Linked DNA regions of Sus scrofa: region 1 is linked to region 2. Evidence: chromatin contacts called from public Hi-C data. All regions are on one chromosome and are shown on one strand. The core of a region is the stretch at or near the end of the contact, and the rest is flanking DNA. Distances in the headings are between cores, read along the strand shown.

Evidence for each region. Hi-C and Micro-C count contacts between places; a contact is called where the count stands out from the background.
Region 1: a contact with region 2 is called in a Hi-C map of retroperitoneal adipose tissue, with 1.5 times the contacts expected there. The contact joins two enhancer-like sites. A contact is called at or near these places in 2 of 47 Hi-C or Micro-C datasets (embryonic fibroblasts and retroperitoneal adipose tissue).

What each region holds. Positions count from the first base shown.
Region 1 is chr17:20,310,788-20,315,763 of Sscrofa11.1, forward strand. All of the region lies in intron 2 of LOC110257380 (a long non-coding RNA gene), which reads right to left. Among named protein-coding and RNA genes, the nearest start is that of TRNAC-ACA, 150 kb to the left of the region's middle. Within about 2 kb of position 1,989, at least 5 of the 83 cell types and tissues checked have an H3K27ac peak or open chromatin away from gene starts, as enhancers often do. A contact at or near this core is called in retroperitoneal adipose tissue, where this site is marked.
Region 2 is chr17:19,408,196-19,413,116 of Sscrofa11.1, forward strand. The region is part of intron 2 of SLX4IP (protein SLX4IP); the gene reads left to right. Among named protein-coding and RNA genes, the nearest start is that of SLX4IP, 47 kb to the left of the region's middle. Within about 2 kb of position 1,811, at least 13 of the 83 cell types and tissues checked have an H3K27ac peak or open chromatin away from gene starts, as enhancers often do. A contact at or near this core is called in retroperitoneal adipose tissue, where this site is marked.

The DNA.
Region 1 (4,976 bases), core at 739-3,238, 900 kb after region 2:
CACAGCAATGCAGGATCAGAGCCGCATTTGCGACCTACACCACAGCTCATGGCAACACCAGATCCTTAACCCACTGAGTGAGGCCAGGGATCAAACCTGCATCCTCATGGATCCTAGTCAGGTTCATTAACTGATGAGCTGTGAAGGGAACTCCTGCCTGGAAACTTCCATACGCCATTGTTTTGGCCAAAAAAAGGTAAGAAATCATATCTCATTATTAATTTATTTTGCATCTTTCAATTATGTATAAAATTTAACGTCATTCTACTTCTTGTAAACGCTTGTGGTTTTTTTTTGTTTTGTTTGTTTTTCCTGCTTGTGCCCTTGTTTTACCTTCTCTATTTATTTGGTATTTTTCTTACTGATTAATAAACCTCCTTACATACTGAAAACATTATCTCCTATAATATACAATACAAATATTTCCCCTGCTTATTATCGTTCTTTGAGCCTGTTCTTTAGATATTGAAATATTGATTAGAAAATCATATAAATTTTCCACTACAAATTATATAACACATTACCAATGTTCTCTTCTAGAACTTTATTTTTAATTACATTAAAAAGTAATTGAATGTGCAATTTATTCTGGGATAAAGAGAAAGAAAGAGATCCAACTTTCAGAAAGACAAAGCAGTTTTCCCAGAACTTTTTGTTAAATAATCTGACAATTTTTTGTTACTCATTTCAAATGTCTCCTTTGATACAGTTTCATTTTTCTTTTTCTTGGCTGTGCCCATGACATGCAGAACTTCCCAGGCCAGTGATCAAACCCTTGTCACAGTAGGGACAATGCCAGATCCTTAACTTGCTGACCCATGAGGAAACTCCACGCTTTCGATTTCCATATGCATTTTACATAATTTTTGACTCTATCATTTCCTATTGATCAGAATATATTATGGCCAGAATGTCACTTTGAAATAAGAGTTTGTTATTGCTTCCACAATATTTTGAAATTTTCACACTGACCTGAATCCACAAACCAGTGGAGGTACATTAAGAGCTGGGGGAAAGTCTTCTCAGAAGTCTTCTTCAGAAGTGAGCTTTTTAAAGTTTAAGTTCCATAAAAATTGATTTTCCTTAAGGATATTTCACTTACTCCCTGCGGTTCTCTCTTTATATATAACATTGCATCTGAACAGGAAGGTTGTTGGATGGTTTGTACCTTCCTCCTTCATTTCCTTAGTAAAGACATTTTTAGATCGTATCTTACATGGGCACCATTCTACATGCTGGGCAAACAACACTGAATAATTCAGATGGACCTTCACAGTGATATTATAGTAGGTGGAGACAGGGCACCATTTTTAAAAATAGCAGAATTTAGGTGTACCAAGGGATGCGATGGAAGGGTCAAAGTGTAGGTAAAGAATAACTTAGGTGGAGCCAGGTGAGATAAAGTGTAAGACAGTGACTCTGAGGAGTTGACATCTAAGTTGGTGTCTCCGAGCCATACGAAAAGAGTCACCATCCTTCTCTTCTCAGCGCTACCCTGGGCTCTGCGTACCATCTGTCATGTCCTTGCAGATATTTACTGAATGAATAAGTCAATAATGGCCAATGGTTACCAAAGGAGACAGACTGGAGCGATGGACTGGAGATTTGGGATTGGCATATGCACACTGAAGTATATGGGATGATTGGCTGACAGGGACCTGCTGTATAGCACAGGGAACTCTACTCAATATTCTATGATAATGTTTGTGGGAAAACAAGCTGAATGAGAATGGATGTGTATATAGGTATAACTGAATCACTTTGCTGTACAGCAAAATTTATCACAACATTGTAAATCAACTATACGGCAATAAAACTTTAAAAAATGAAAAAAAAAAATGGCCAAAGGTCCAGGCCTTGGCTCTGGGAAGCACTTTGGTTAATGTTGTCTTTAAAGTTCTATTTTGAAGAGCTGTTTAGACAAGTCCCAAGGTAGATTTTTACTTTGCGGGGTGGGGGAAGAGATTTTCCTTCAGTTTTTATTCATTACTTATTGCAAAAGTGATTTTGCAATGACTGATTTCAACATTTCTCCCTGGGCTTCTAAACCACCCTGGTCTCAAGCAAGCCTGAGCAAGTTTCCAAAAACAGGGTTTTTTCTTCAAGCCTGACCTCCCAATCTGCCACAAGGAAGCTTTGTACATCCACACCTGTGTGGGGCACAAGTGGAAGTGCAATGGAAGTGAAAACAAGCCCAGTAGGCCCAGGTGGTATATTTGCAGAATCTTGCTTCTCCCAAAACATTTCCTGTGAATCACAAAAGCTCACGCTTCGATATGGTCTCTGAGGCTTGATTTGTAGTGGATTATACATGAGCCCCACCTTGTGCTTCTCCACAAATATTTCCACTGGATCATTTCTAAGGCAAAGAAATTCAAACACACTTAGGAAACTTGCTATTCATTGATTAGTTGAGTAAAAAATAAACAGTGAAAAAAAAATCAGAATGCATGAAATGAATGTTTCAGTCTTTGACCAATTTCTTTTTTGTTTGTTTTTATTTAAGACTGAAAGCTATTGGCTTTTTCTGCTATAGTTTCCTTTTATAATTATTGATCTCTATTAGCATTACAATTGTAAATACCTGATATGAATTTCTCTCTTTGATCTGTCTTACTTGTCAATCAACAGTCTTTTAAGCTGTAGATTCTTTCTTTCCTTCTTGACATTTGCCATTGTTTTCCACCCTGAATGCCTGGCCTCTGTTGTTCTCAAAAGCTGCCCAGAATCACTAAGAGAGTATACTGTAGTATCAAGTACCATGGCTTCAGGCTTTGCTGCAGCTGCCCACTTTCTAAAAGCTCCCTTTATTCTTTGCAACTGCGCTTATCCAATTCAGACTGACAAATATCAGTTCTTTCTCCCTACCTTTCATGCAAAAAAAAAAAAAAAAATTCCCCAAAGAAAACCCAAAACCCCTGAAAGTGTAATGAATCCCTCCCTTTGCTTAGTGTACATTAATACACCTTGTAATTGCCTTTCCCTGTTGGTTTTGGTCCTTTGCCCTTTTATCCTTTTCTTTTGTACTCAGGCTTCCTCAGCATGACCATTCCCAGCCTTGGAATCCAAGTTGCAAATGCAGAAAACATGCCCATCCATTTAGGATAAACTGAGTAGCTTACATTAAAGAGGCCACAGCACATCATCTGGTGGTACTGCTGGCTAAAAGCACCCATTGCTTGGTTCTCGAGAAAGCAGGAAGTCTTGGATTCAAGACTAATGACTTAGGAGCTCAAGAGAACACTGCGGGGTCTGGTGGAGGTGAACCCTCTAGTAGTATATTAGTATAGTATGGTATATGTATATAGTATAGATACAGTAGTATGTAGCATATTTTTCAATCAGCCTCCTGGAGAAATCTGGAGTCTGCCAACCATTACCTCTGGGGTGATCTCACTGGTTATATGATTCTGTGCAGCTCCTCTGCTGTTTCACTTGCCAATTTTAAGTAAGAATAGCTATGCTAGTAGGAATAGCCACATTTTACAGTATCCAATTAACACTTGAGGAGAGTGCCCTTGGGGAGGTCATTTAAAGCAAACGTAAAGACTGCCTAGTCTCTACTAAGTGGAATATGTGAGCTCTTCATTTAATATAAGTCATTAGACAAGAATCAAGTCTTTCCTTACAAGGAAACTACAGAGTTTTTCTAAAGTTATTTTTTGTTGCTTTATAGAATAATCAAATGGCTGTTAAAATTCTTACAGAGTCATGGGTACCATGGCCCCTTTAGGATATGAGTGGGCCTGTTCTTCAGACCTCAAGAACTCCAGGGCTGGACAGGGGCTTAGAGACAGGATTGAAATAGGGAAACAGTAAGGATCCTTTCTGAGGCCATATTCTTTTTTTTTTTTTTTTTTTGTCCTTTTAGGGCCACACCAGCAGCATATGAAAGCTCCCAGGCTCAGGGTCGAATTGGAGCTATCTATAGTAGCCGGCCTACACCACAGCCACAGTAAAGCCAGATCTAAGCCACATCTGCAACCTACACCACAGCTCAAGGCAATGTCGGATCCTTAGCCCACTGAGGGAGGCCAGGGATCGAACCTGCATCCTCATGGATGCTAGTCAGATTCATTTTGACTGACCCACGATGGGACCTCCCCTGAGGCCATAGTCAATGGCTCTCTGACCTAACCCTTTGCTACTCAAAGAGTGGTCTGTGGACCAGTAGCAACAGCATCACTGGCATCACCTGAGAGCTGGTTCAAAATGCAGCAGCATATCAGGCCTCAACCACCTACCACATCAGAATAAGTTTTATAAGATCTCCAGATGATTCACATGTAAATTTGAGAAGCCCTAGTTTACCATAACCTCTTATTTTCCTGAAGAATAAACTAATGCTCAAAGAAATAAAATACATTGCCCAAGGTCACTGAGTGAATTTATGGTGCAAAGACCCAGGGCCACACTACGTGAGTCATGATGTCCATTCTAGATAACCATCTCCTTTCCTTCCAGGTATCTGGTTTCTTCATAGATATCCCAGGGCCAGCCAAGGTCCCACATGGGCCAACCGTCTCCAGATTGATTTGGACATTTCCCAAATCACCTCTTCCATCAGAACTTTCCACAATGGCAAAGGTATTCTGTATCTGCACTGGCCAATGGCCACTTGTGGCTATTGAGCACTGAAAATGAGGTTGCTGTAGGAGATCCTGTTGTGGCTCGGCGGGTTATGAAACCGACTACTACCCATAAGAATGTGGGTTCAATCCCTGGCCTCCCTTAGTGGGTTAAGGATCCCATGTTGCCTGGGAGCGGCAGTATAGGTAGCAGATGAGACTCAGATCCCAAGTTGGTGTGGCTGTAGTGTAGGCTGGCAGCTGCACCTCCAATTCAACCCCTAGCCTGGGAACTTCCATATGCCACAGGTTCTTGCAGTAGATGGAGAACCAGAGGAGGGCAACTGGGGGAAGAGTGAAATCTCAGTCTCAAGGGCATATTCACCACTCAATTCAACAGGAAAGAGG
Region 2 (4,921 bases), core at 561-3,060:
TTTTTTTTAAGTCTTTCTGAGCTTTTTGTACCTACCTGTTAACATGGGTTAATTAAATCGTGCTAATAAAAACTCCCTTCTGGGATAATTGTCCATAGAGTCATCACTTAGAAAGTGTCATTAGCATTTTTCTTCTTTCACTTTGTTACCTGATATGGGCCTTTTCAAAGTCAATAGTAGTTGAAGACATTAATTGTACTTCATCTTGCTTAATTCTGATATAAAGATGATTAAGTATTTAATCATGTTTTGCCAGTGCACAGATATTTTTCTGAAACCAGAAAAAATTATAAATTTCTATAATTATAAATTATTCCTAGAACATTGTTGTTATTTAGAAAGCATGCTTAAAAATAAGTATTTTGAAAATCCATTTTGATCTGTGAACAGTTTACTTATTTGGCATTTTGGTATCTTTTGTCTGGAAGAAAGAAAAAGCCATGTGGGGTGGCCAGCATTCAGTCTGGCAGTTTGAGCCGGCCGTGGATCCTGGCCTCTGCATCAGCGCTAGTGTGTAAGGCTGGAACATGTGCTTCTGCTGCCATCCTAACCGGGCCCGGAATGAAGCTCAGAGACAAAGGGGAGGAAGAGAAAAGACAGACTCCATTATTCTCTAAGGCACTGCTTCTCCAACTGTGTTCCCTGGACCAGCAGCATTAGCATCTCCTGCACTAATTGCACTATGTTTTTTTAATTTATTATTTTTTTTCATTTTTATTTTTTTCTGCACTTTTGGCATATGGAAGTTTCCGGGCCAGGGATTGAATCTGAGTCACAGCTGTGACCTATGCCATGGCTGCAGCAATGTGGGATCCTTAACTCACTGTGTCAGGGCAGAGATCAAACCTGTGCCTTAGCAGTGACCCATGCTGCTACAGAGACAACACCAGGTCCTTAACCCATTGCGCCACAGTGGGAACTCCTAATTGTACTATTTTTACCATAGTGTTATTATGAGAGTTAAACGAAATGGTGCATATTAGGCGCTTAGCAAAGGTAACCATTTTAATAAACATTAGACATTATGTCAGTAATAATCATCATGACAACAGATATTAATTATTGTGATTAACTTTTTTCTTCCAGGGTGTTTCATGAAGCAGCTTATTTTGCAATTTTTTAAAGCTACCAGAATTCCTATTCATTCTTTTAAAGAATTTTTGCGAATGATCTGTTGCCCTTAACAACATTGTACCTTGTCAAGTAAATGAAGACTTATGTAAGCAATGTCCGAAGGTGCTTCTTACAGAAGCTCATGATTCTGAAGAAGACATTCTTCTGTCTCAAGTGATGTTGAAAGGTCATATAATATAGTTATGCAAATATGGTCAGAGCCTTAATGTTATTAATGTCACTGAATAAGTCCCAGGCAATAACTCTGGAGTTTGCTTTTAAAAGCTGTTCTCTCTCTAGATGCCCCTTTCTTTCTTCGTTTTAGATATGTATCCTTAAACATCTCTATATGGAGTTTTTTTCTTTTTCCTTTTCTTTCTTCCCTTGCTTTCTCCTCCTCCCTTCTGTCTGTCTGTCAGTCTGTCTGTCTGTCAGTCTGTCTGTCTGTCTGTCTCTCTCTCCCCTTTTTTTTCCCATTTGTAGTCAAATAAGGATCATGGTTAACCCGAAAAGGAAGGCCCACAGGGTCTCCGGGTCCTGGGCCAAGCAGGCCTGGGTGGTGGGGACTGGAGCCTCTACACCTCAGCCCACTGCCTCGGTCACTTCCTCTTTCTTTCCCCCTTAACCACTATGTATAAGCCAGATCGCAAAGTGAAAAGCAGTTTATTTGTCTTTGCGGCCTGCTGATTCAGAGGCATGGGTGTTCTCTGGGGTGTCACTGTCTGACCGCTGAGCTGTCAACCATAACTTACCTCCGCCTCCCTCCCGGGGCCTCCATCCAGGACGGGAAGCATGTGCCTTCACGGAGGGAGCCTTGGGTTCAGGCTGTGGCCATTGCTTGGTGGCCTGTCTTGCGTGTGTGTGCTTCCTTGTCGTGACTTGATCGTTTGTCCTCATCCTCTTGTCCCTCCTTCTTTGGGCCAGCATGTGGAGCGGCTCATGTAAAGCTGCTCCTTTTTGGGGAGTGGGGTACCTAGGCCGAGCCAGGGGCCCCCGAGAGCATGGTGCTCCGGTTTCCAACAGTGTCCCCTGGGAGCGCTGCCTTCCCTGGGGGCCTGTGCCAGATGCCTGCCCCGAGTTTGATGTATTAGGTCCCGCACAGAATTGAACTGGGGTCTGGAGGGAGACAACACAAGGCACATGGAAAAGCACTGAGGTCGTCCTGCTCCTTCATAGACAACTGAGAATCCTTATGGGGTGAGGATCTGGAAGATTACTCAAGAGAACCTAGTGCCTTATTTAGAGAGTAAGGACTGTATCGGGCTGCTGCTAATCAGGGCTCTTTGGAGCAAGAAACAATGTGCCTGTGTCAAGTACTGGAACTGAAAAGGATGCTTTATGATAGGGGAGCGGAGTGCCCCAGAGAACCGGCATCCGGCTTTGTGCTTGAGCTTCGGGAAGGTCTGGGGACAGCATTGGGCCTCCCGTGGCAGCTCCATGGGCCTCTCTTTGAGAAGTGGACCCTTCTCTCTGCATTTTCTTTGTTACCTCCCTCTGCTGGCTCTCTCACTGCTCTCCCCCAAGTGTTGTAGATCACAGCGGTTCCTCACCTGCCAAGTGACATCTTTCACAAGTGCATTTATAAGTGCATTCTTCTCCAATAAGCACACTTCCGAAGATGTATCTGGGGAGGCATTCACCTTTGCCCTGATGACTGTGGTGCAGAGGCAGAGACACTTATGTGTACATGGCTGTCTCTGCCCCTGCCCACCCTTGGGCATGGCAGTTGTCAGGATCAAAGGCACAGACTACCCTAGGAGTTATAGAGTCGTATTTTAAGGTCGAGAAACTTTATTAAAGTTTCTCCTTGGCAGTTCCATAGACAGGCTTCTTACAGAACATAATGAGTACTTCAAGTGTACAGAGGCCTCTGGGGCATCCAAGATGCAGCTGGAATAATCTGACCCTTGAGAAGATTCTCTTGGTTACCGGAGATGAAATATCTTGATTACTTACAGTGTGCAGCTTGCATTATTGTTGGTGTGTGTGTGTGTGGAGGCATTTGAAGGTGGTTCACACGTTTGGTGTGTATATGTCCTGACAAACCAAAATATTGCCACAATCCAGAAAAATATCCATGAGGATGTCATTCTAATAAAATTTCTTTTTATTTTTTTTGATAGTATTTAATTTTTATTAAAGTATAGTTGATTTACAGTGTTGTGCCAATCTGCTATACAGCCAAGTGACACAGTCATACATATATATACATTCACTTTCTTATATTATCTTCCATCATGGTCTATCCCAGGAGCTTGGATATAGTTCCCTGTGCTATACAGTAGGACTTCATTGCATATCCATTCTTTTTTTTTTTTTTAATTTATTGTTGTTGTTGTTGTTGTTGTTGCTATTTCTTGGGCCGTTCCCGAGGCATATGGAGGTTCCCAGGCTAGGGGTTGAATTGGAGCTGTAGCCACCAGCCTATGCCAGAGCCACAGCAACTTGGGATCCGAGCCGCATCTGCAACCTACACCACAGCTCACGGCAACGCCAGATCGTTAACCCACTGAGCAAGGGCAGGGACCGAACCCGCAACCTCATGGTTCCTAGTCGGATTCGTTAACCACTGCGCCACGACGGGAACTCCTGCATATCCATTCTAAATGTAATAGTTTGCATCTACTACCCTAAACTCTCCCAGTCTATCCCACTCTCTCTCCCTCCTCCTTGGCAACCACAAGTCTGTTCTCCATGTCTGTGAATCTGTTTCTGTTCCTTAGATAGGTTCATTTGTGCCATATTTTAGATTTTGCATGTAAGTGATATCATGTGGTATTTGTCTTTCTCTTTCTGTCTTCACTTAATGTGAGAATCTCTAGTTGCATCCATGTTGCCACAAATGGCATTATTTCATTCTTTTTTATGACTGAGTAGTGTTCCATTGTGTATATACACACCACATCTTCTTAATCCATTCATCCATTGATAGACATTTAGGTTGTTTCCACGTCTTGGCTATTGTGAATAGTGCTGCTGTGAACATAGGGGTGCATGTATCTTTTTGACTTGTAATTTTGTCTAGATATATGCCCAGGAGTGGGACTGCATGGTAGTTCTATATTAGTTTTCTGAGGAACCTGAGTATCTTCTCTGTAGTTGACATTCCAAGTCAGGATCTTCAGCTGTCTGAATCTGGCATTACATCTTGAGTTCTGAAACACTGAGTGCCTTTCCACAAGCCCCTAGGCAGCCATGAGTCTGCAAATTTGCTTCTGACTCAGCATTCTGTTGCATTACCCCACCCCAGGGCAAAACTACAGAAGCTGCACTGTGGCTTCAGGATTTCTGATTGTCATCAAGTGGTGCTGCTAGCCTCTGTGCAGTCTCCCAGCAGCTGATGAAATGCTTACTGTTTCAAAGATGGCTTGATGGAATCAGATGTCGCTGCATCAGTTCCGATGCTGCTTGAGTCTGTTTCACTTCCCACAATGACTGATCCTCCATCTGCAATGACAGTGCATTCTTGAGCCACTGCCCCCTCACTAGGTTGGTGAGTGGGATGTTTATTTTTAGGAAAAGTTAAAATTATCCAGAGAAGGGTATCTTTGGTAAAATTTACATGCATCAGCCTCTCTCTGCAGGGATCTTGGGGGTGTGTGTGTAGAGACTTAAAAAACTTTTTCTGGAAAATTTTAGAGCTATTAAAGGGGAAGGAGTAGAAGGAACATTGAAGCCGTCTTCAACATCGTGGACAGTTTTAAATTAAGTAATATTTAGGCTGAAGGCTGGTTTAAAAAAGCAAATGGTACCCTGTGACTCCAGCACACATGTTTAAGCTGAATTTTCTAAATTTCAGCACTGTTAG